Linked DNA regions of Mus musculus: region 1 is linked to region 2. The links are chromatin contacts, called in public HiChIP or PLAC-seq maps. All regions are on one chromosome and are shown on one strand. The core of a region is the stretch at or near the end of the contact, and the rest is flanking DNA. Distances in the headings are between cores, read along the strand shown.

Region 1 (4,338 bases), core at 946-3,445, 510 kb before region 2:
TTCTTCGCGCCACAGCTGAATCCTTCTGGGGCACCGGGATCTGTGCTGTGGAAGCCTTCCAGGGCTCCACAGTTCCGTGAAAGTCGGGGGAGGGGGCAAAAAAGCAGCGAAATAGCCTTCAGGCTACTTTGCAAACCTATTCAGTTTGCTTGTTCTGCCCATATAGGCACTCAGTTCCGGGGGGGAAAATAGAAGCATCAACAACTTTCTCCACCATATCCTCTCCTCAAGTGTGGGAGTGCAGGAGGTGAGCATTTTTCTCTCTCCTCCTTTCAGCCTCCCTCCCTTTTTAAGCAATTAAAAACCCATCAGCTCAATGAAGAAATAATAATAATAGCAATAATAATGTGGAGTGGTCGATTAGATACAAATTATCTCACAAATATTGTGTACAGCTTGTAGTAAAACACCGCAGACAATTAGAAACGCTATAGAAGTTTTAAAAAAATGCAAAACTAGTCTATTGTAAAACAGATTTCACCTGAAATACAGCTGCTATAACCAAGGCGCTGAAAGGTTATTCATAGGCACACATCTGTCTTCCCACCCTCCCCCGCCCCCCACCCGTTACCCAGCTCCTTGCCCTTCTTAGAGAGGAGCAACCAAACAAATCTTACTCAGAGTAAACAATATATATTGATCAGCAGAAAAAGGTTGGAGGGAAATTGTCCTGGCAGCAGGGAATACAGGGTCCCCACCTGGACTTCTTAATATAATTGTGTTTCAGAGTTGAGAAGCCTGAATGTGTGTGTGTATGTGTGTGTGTGTGTGTGTGTGTGTGTGTGTGTGTGTGCGCGCGCGCGCGCGCGCGCGTGCGTGCGTGTTTGCCTGAGCGCGCGCGCGTGTGTGTGTTTCTTTTCTTAACATAAGTCATAAGAAGTTAGAAACCCCTGTGAAAGAAAAGAAGAGCTAGCAAGCTAGAGAGATAGCAACAATAAAGGATGTAATGCTGAAAGGAAGGTAAAGAGAGAATTGTATCAGCACTGCTCCCAGTGCAGCGGGCCACCTCCTTGCTTCCTCCAGTCAGAGATCGTGGCAGGACGCGTCTGTTTTCACCGTGTGCGAATAAACCTCGTGTGGCTGCTGATCCCCTGGCGGAGTCATTCTTTTTTCTTTTTGTCTTCTATTACAGAACCAGACACGCACCACTTCTTTCTCCAACTGGAGACTGTCTGCCAGCGAGGAGATCTCCTGCGCTGCAGGCTTGGGACACTTGAGGAAATGTGTTTCCAGTACGCCCTTGACACTCACCTCGATGGAGGTTCGCTTCTTGCGTTTGCGGCCTTGAGCAGCGATCTTGTCAATGCTGGTCGGGCTTCCTGTGGATGAATCAGCCTCCTCCAGCCACTTATTTAATAGCGGTTTCAGCTTGCACATGTTCTTGAAGCTCAGTTGTAAGGCCTCGAACCTGCAGATGGTAGTCTGCGAGAACACGTTGCCATACAGTGTGCCCAGTGCCAGCCCCACGTCGGCTTGCGTGAAGCCCAACTTGATTCTTCTTTGTTTGAATTGTTTGGCGAACTGTTCCAACTCATCAGAGGTTGGAGTCTCTTCATCAGAGTGGTCCTGGCAGTGGTGCGAGCCCAGCTCACCATGGTCTGGAGGCTCCCGGAGCACTGGATGCAGGCTCTGTGTGGAGGCAGCAGCTGGTGGTGGAGTGAGTCCCCCGTGCTCCAGCATACCGCTCACGGTGAAGCCTGGCTGCGAGTACACATTGAGGGGTTGGCCGCTGGACGTGATGGACGAGTTTGGAGCAGGGCTCGCTCCCCAGGCGTTCGGATGGTTAGTGTGCGGCGAGTGGTGGGCTACGTGCGGCGAGCGGTGATGGATGATTGCGCCCAGTTGCAGATCTTCGCGTCCCGGCTTCACGTCTTGCTGGTCCAGGGGGCTGGTGGCCAATGTGGAGGACCACGGGCCCCCGTCGCTAAGACTGGTCACCCAGTGATGCCCGAGGGGATGCCCATTGCTGGGAACTCCCTGCAAGTAGTCACTTTGGAGAAGTTTCTGAGGATTGCGGAAAGGACTTCCCTGCTGCATGCCCGCGGAGTCCGCATGGACAAGGGAGCTGGAACTGAGAATGCTGTAGGGATTCGAGGCAGCTGTGGCCATGGTCGATGAGGATCCTCTACTAGTTATAATGTGGCAAAGGGAGCAGCTTCAGCCTTTGACATCTATGGTGCGGGGGAACCAAAGCCGCTAGCGCGGGTTACCGGCACCCGCGGAGGCCAATCGCAGTGCGACTTGGCCTGGCCAGGCATAAACACAGCCAATGGTGGTGCGGGAGGCCGAGCTCGCTTTCCAAATTAGGCTGGCAAAGCTCGGGAGTTTCAGTGAGACCCAAGCAGGAAGTGAATCAATCTTTAGGCTCCATTGGCTGCCTAGCTCAGAGTGGCAGCGGCTCTTTTAGTTAACCCTTTCCCCCCTCCCGGAGACTACAAGGCTGTTAGTGGCAGAGAATAAATAGAAGGTAGATATTTGTATGGAGGGGCAGCGAGGAGGCTAACTTCAGTTTCAGGTCGCCTTTTAACTTATTTAAATTAAAACAAATAAATAAAACAAATTAAAATATCATTTTGATCTTAATGCATGAAAGAATTCCGGTTTAGTTAGCGTTTGGGTTAATGTGTGGACAGGGAAAATAAAAGGCATCTGCAAACTTTGAGCAAAGAGCGATGTCTTAGGTCAGAACCCCAAATAAAATTTCCATGATCCAATAAACGTTATCCCAGTATATGTTGCTCACTTATATTTCATTTATAAGAAATTAAAAAGCTTAAACGATACCCCCCCCTTTTTTTTCTTAAAATTTAGATTCAGTGTATGAAGGTTTTGGAATGTAAATCTTAAAGTGATCTTTGGAAGACTCAGTCAGTTTGAAGTTTGCTGGTTAATTGGAAACCTGGCTTTATCTTGGCTCCCCTGCCAGTTTCCATCAGAGGTCTCTCCACTATGCCAGGGGAGCTGCTTGCTGAAGCCCGCAGTCATCTTTCACGCTCACCCCGACACACTGAAAACCCACTCCCCCACTCCCAGTAGGCAGAAGGGAAGGCATTCATAACACCATGCCTGCCTAATGCTGCCCCTTGACAACTCTTTGAAACATTTGTATCCTGCTTCCTTGGCAGTGAGAAGGAAATATTGAGAATCATGCTTCCTCTACGAATTTCTGAAAATTTAGAGAATCAGAGAGGAGAAATGAGGAGAGAGGGAAGAGAAGAGCAGGGAGATGAAGGGGGTGGGGGAAAACTGGAAGAAATCCGGTGAGAGAGATCTTGGTGGCTAGACATCTTTTTCAACTCCTCCATCCCTCCACAACTGCCACAAAGCTTGAGTTAGCTTTCAGCCTTGGGGACCCAACTGTTTTTCAAATTTTGGTTAAAAGAAAGGCTTTTATGAGTCAGAGTAGACTAACTCCACTACCTTCACAGCCCCATGTAAAGGTGTTGTTGCTTGGAAGCAGAGTTAGGAGAAATGCAAAGATTTTAGAATTACACTAGCAGCTGGGAAAAAGCAAAACACACTACCCCACACCAAATTTGAAGTTTTAAAAATGCCCTTTTGTTTTGTAATTTTGGAGGCAACCTAGCTGTGTAATTATATTTGCTCTTACAGAAGACGGCATCAGAGTTCCCTTATTGGTTTGAAATTCCATTAAATATATTGCAAGAGCTCCTAGGTTAAGCTTGATTTAAATTTGCATACATTTTCATATATTTAGCTGAAATAAAAGAAGGCTTGCAGCTACCAGAAAGTCATTAAGGCATTAGTTTCTCTAAGAAGACAGATCTGAAGAAAATGCAAGAAAATGAGAAAAAAAAAATAAGAACAAGGTGAGCTTATTCTGCCATTCCTTTATATAGCTAAGGAGCATCTATTTCCTATGAAATTGGTGATTATTTTTATGACAGCATAAAGTAATAGGAGCGGAGATTGGTAAATGTAAATGGCGTTTCTTAGGGGAGAAAACCTTGCATCTGTTTGAAATCTTTCTTTTGCTCTTAAAGATAAACACTTAGTAATTACTGGCAGAGAGGATCTTTCGCCATCCTCCTTGCTCCCTCATTGAAATTGTAGGTTCATTTGCTGATGCCCTATTGTAAGGGCTTATCTGCTTTTAACCTAGAAATCGATTCATTCCCTCTGCCTCTCCCTCTCTCCCTCCCTCCCTTCCTTCCTCCCTCTCTCCCTCCCTCCCTTCCACCCTCTTGTCCTTCCCTCCCTCCCTCTAACACTCTGGTGCGCAGACACTCTCTCTCCATCTCTGTGTGTCTGTTTCTACCTCTCTTCTCTTTTCTGTGGAGGAATGAGGTAGGCTGTTTCTTACTGCTGAATGTATGC
Region 2 (4,133 bases), core at 393-2,892:
TTCCTTTTGATCTTTGGTACAAGTTATCATAATATTAAAACTTTCGGTTGTAAAGTTTCTCTTTTACCTCCTTATATGGGATCTTCAGGCAGTCGCCTATTTCCCTTTCAATATTTCAGATCTTCAGTCCCTTTGTTTTTTATAGTGAGTATGCTTTAGCTTTCTGAAGTTTCTGTTGTGGATTTCCTTCTGGGTTTTAAACTAGGCTGTGGCCTGATAAGCTGTTTATGAAAATGTAACTTGCCATCTTCTGGCTTTCTTGTCTGTACCAGAGGAAACATGCCTAGGAGAGAAATGTGTTCTTCTGGCTTTTTCGGCTGCTTTCACTTGACAGCATGCATTCAGAAATCACATGTCCTTTCAGGATTTCTCTGTGTCTTGGGAAACTGGAACAAACCTGAATAGTTTAATATGCTTTCTGCTAATCTCTTGGAAAGGACTGGAGGAGTTTCATTAGGTAATCTAGTACAAAAATAAATATTTCAATGAAAGTACTAGAGGATCTTTCGGATCATAACAGTGACTATTTATTCTCTCAACCAAATGTATAATTTGGTCAGTCTACTTCTGCTTTATAAGGAAATGATCTGGTGAATATATATAAGGAAGTGGTAAAAGGAAAGTGGGAAAAACGCCAACTCTAGTGATTCCTTTCAGTCTTTGCATAACATTATTACTGTTGTTTCCCACAGGAAATTTAATGTAAATTATACATAGTACTCTAAAAGTAAATATTTTTTCTTTGCATCAATTTTAAAAAAAAATATAATCAGAATTCTCTATAAAGAGAGGCTCTATAGACACAAGATTAGTACTATTGTGTTCGAGTGAAAAATCCAAGCGGACTTTATAGACGTGAAAAATCACCCAGTTAAAAGTTGCCCCCTCTCATTTCATGTGTTCCCAGTGCCCCTCAGAAGATGATTTCACTTGCTTTCTATGGTCTAACCAGCTTCATGAAGGAAAAGAGAAAAGGGTTCCTTAGAGGCAAGCACTCACTGGTGCAGACCTAGAGGTGACCAACAGGTACTGACTGAGGTGCCCCCCCCCCTTTTTTTCTTCTCTCATATGTGTGTGTGTGTGTGTATAATCACCAAAGTGTCTTCTTTCGATTTTGCCCATTGCCATTGTTACCCTGTGAGTTGGTTTGTACTGAGCATAAGGAAGGTAGTATTTCTATGTCCACTTCCCTCTCCAAATGGCTAATCACTCCCTCTTCCCTCAGTGAATATCCCTGGGAGAGAAGTATGTTTGCATGCAGCCTGCTGACAAAGAGAAGGGGGAACAGAGAAATGGCTTCTGGTAAGACCCAGAATATGACCAGGAGCTTCTAATGTTTAGGCCTAGGTCCTTTAGTTAAAATTCATTGCCAAAATGTGGAATTTCTGGAATTTGTTTTCTTTCTTCTTTTTCTTTTCTCATAAACTTTTCCACTAAAACTGAAACTCAACACCAGCACCAGTGCATATACAGAGGTGCTCCATTTATCTACTGCTGTTATCAAAGACAATATTACCAGGTTTTGAAGTTAACATCAGAAACTATTCCCTTTCAATTCCTTCAGTGGCCAGCTAGCACTCCATCCTTTTGTTGCTCCAGTTTCCAGCCGCAGCCAAGCAGTCACTGGAATTGACTGACTTTTCCTTCTGTGTTTGTACACTGGCAGTACCATTGTAATTCTGCCGCCTCCCATGACACTGGCTTCCTCACTGGCCTGTTTGCTTTCAGCCTCCTTGCTATTTTAATTCAGCACAACAAAAAGGGCAAGAAATTGTATCTTCAGAAGAGCACTGTTTTCATCAGATCTCTCCTTTGAAAAGAAAAAAAAGGAAGAGAAACTTTCCACTTTCTTTTTTTACTTACAGAATAAAAATCAAACTTTTCATATAACATTTACAGTTAGTTTGTGCACCATTGTAATTATCGTAGCAAACCAACTCAGCCTATGTGTTGCAGACGTCTTTTTTCTCTCTTTCTCTTTCTCTCTTCCTCTCTTTCTTTCTTTCTTCCTTCCTTCCTTCCTTCCTTCCTTCCTTCCTCTCTCTCTCTCTCTCTCTCTCTCTCTCTCTCTCTCTCTCTTTCTTTCTTTCTTTCTTTCTTCCTTTTTTTCTTTGCATTTAGAACCATCGTGGGCTTTTCAACATCACAAACAATGCTATCTCCATTTTCATAATGCACATAGCACCTAAATAGCAAGAAAAGCAGAATAGCAAAAAAATGTTTCAAATAAAATGAATGAATAAATGAACAATGATCTAGACTAATGGCACAGCTGTAACTCAAGGGTTATTGCTGACACAGGTAAAGGAAAAGAACACTGTGGTTTACAGTGTTAGCATATCCCTTACAATCAAATCAATGTATGATAATAGACTCATGATTTTAAAAAGTGATTGTTTTTCTTTACTATTGTATAATATTCAGGAACTTCAAATTTCAACCATAAAGAGTACATACAAATATGCGATATGAATATTTGGTGCCTAGCATTTTAAAACTTTTTGCTTTTAATATTACTTTAAGAAAAGTCTTAAAAATCAGTTTTATTCTAATTAAAACAAATTACTTTTCCTTATACAGTTACTATTTTGTTGGGATTTTATATAGTGAAAATCTTACATTTACAACTAGAAATTAATTAATATATTCATTCTGTCTTTGAAAATAAATTAAATGCAACACGTTTTTTAATGCTCTATACTTTCATTAGTATAAAAAGCATTAGGTGCCATTTTGGTAATTTAAAATTTGCTCTAGCTGATCCTCTTCTCTTCATAATCATTTTCTACCCTCCAAACCCAGTCTGCTCCTGTTCATATCACCAAAATGAATTTTATATCAAGAGGGAAAGTGGCAGAAAGTTGTATGTCCTTTTGCTATGTTTGTTGTAGAAAGCATTTAGATGCAAATTCTTTCCTTGTTGTAAACTCCTTTAAGAAAGAAAAAGACAATCTCAAGTTTTAGCAGATATTTTAGGGATACTTCAAATAGCCCATAGCCTTTTTGAGAATAGGAAAGAAAAGAAAGGGAAGGGAAAGGAAGGGAAGGGAAGGGAAAGGGAAAGGGAAAGAAAAAGGGAAAGGGAAAGGGAAAGGGAAAGAAAAAGGGAAAGGGAAAGGGAAAGGGAAAGGGGAAGGGAAAGGGAAAGGGAAAGGGAAAGGGAAAGGGAAAGGGAAAGGGAAAGGGAAAGGGAAAGGGAAAGGGAAAGGGAAAGGGAAAGGGAAAGGGAAAGGGAAAGGGAAAGGAAAGGAAAGGAAAGGAAAGGAAAGGAAAGGAAAAGGGAATTTTCCATGTGAATACAGATTGGTAATTTTTCTTCCTGAGAAATCTAAATAGACTTTGTTGTCTCCAATATGCCTTTCATACTGGCTTAGTTGAGCATTTTTATTTTACTTTGCTTGAGTAAAAAAAAAAAAAAAAAAGAATCATACAGTGTATGTTCAAGCAAGGAGGCTCATTTTCATTCCTAAATCATTCTCTAGGCATGCTTGGCAACTTAAGTGCAGAGAAAAGACCAATAGACTTGCAACTGGGCCAGTAAGTCCTTTAACATTTGCCATATGAAAATATTCTGCTTTTCCCCTTTCTCCTGTTTCAGATATTTAATACAATTGCTTGACATTTTATACCCTCACAAAAAGTTATTAACAAATTGCCCATTTAATAACTATCCCCTTATTTGTCTTAGACTGAACTACATGTTAGTACTATGTTCCTTTGAGTCTATAATTAATAATTTTATTGGTAAAGTGAGTGATGATTGAGATTAATGTGGTTTGGCTGTATTTCAAAGGTTATTGCTACCATAGGTAAAGGAAAAGAACACTATGGTTTACAATATTAGCATATCTCCTACTACCAAATTATAGGTTTCTGTTTAGTGAGGAGGTACTCATTAGAGTTATTGACAACTGTTAAAATACAGTTACCTTTTATCCAAAGAATTTGAATTACATATATGACATAAAAGGCAAGTATTTATTCACTACAGTGGTATAAAGGCTTATTTACAATATATTTTAGGGAGGTTTACCCTTTAATATTCAAGGCTGTTTTTTTATTCACAAATAATAAAGAAAATGGTATTTTTATAAAGGGTGACAGAGGACTATACAAAGAAAGATTCAATGTTA

The links. HiChIP or PLAC-seq counts read pairs in DNA pulled down with a chosen protein or histone mark.
Region 1: an H3K27ac HiChIP or PLAC-seq map of neural progenitor cells shows a contact between it and region 2, with 8 times the contacts expected there. The contact joins the promoter of Pou3f4 here to the enhancer-like site in region 2. A contact is called at or near these places in 2 of 484 Hi-C or Micro-C datasets (cerebellum and cochlea) and 10 of 115 datasets of contacts at active chromatin or transcription factors (astrocytes, differentiating embryonic stem cells, embryonic forebrain and 6 more).

Annotation. Positions count from the first base shown.
Region 1 is chrX:110,812,236-110,816,573 of GRCm38.p6, reverse strand. It overlaps Pou3f4 (POU domain, class 3, transcription factor 4), which reads right to left and starts at 2,195. Exons shown (of 1, transcript NM_008901.2): 1 at 1-2,195. The coding sequence starts at 2,109. The coding sequence ends at 1,024.
Region 2 is chrX:110,300,395-110,304,527 of GRCm38.p6, reverse strand. No RefSeq gene overlaps it. Among named protein-coding and RNA genes, the nearest start is that of Gm26108, 320 kb to the left of the region's middle. Within about 2 kb of position 1,642, at least 2 of the 459 cell types and tissues checked have an H3K27ac peak or open chromatin away from gene starts, as enhancers often do. A contact at or near this core is called in neural progenitor cells, where this site is marked.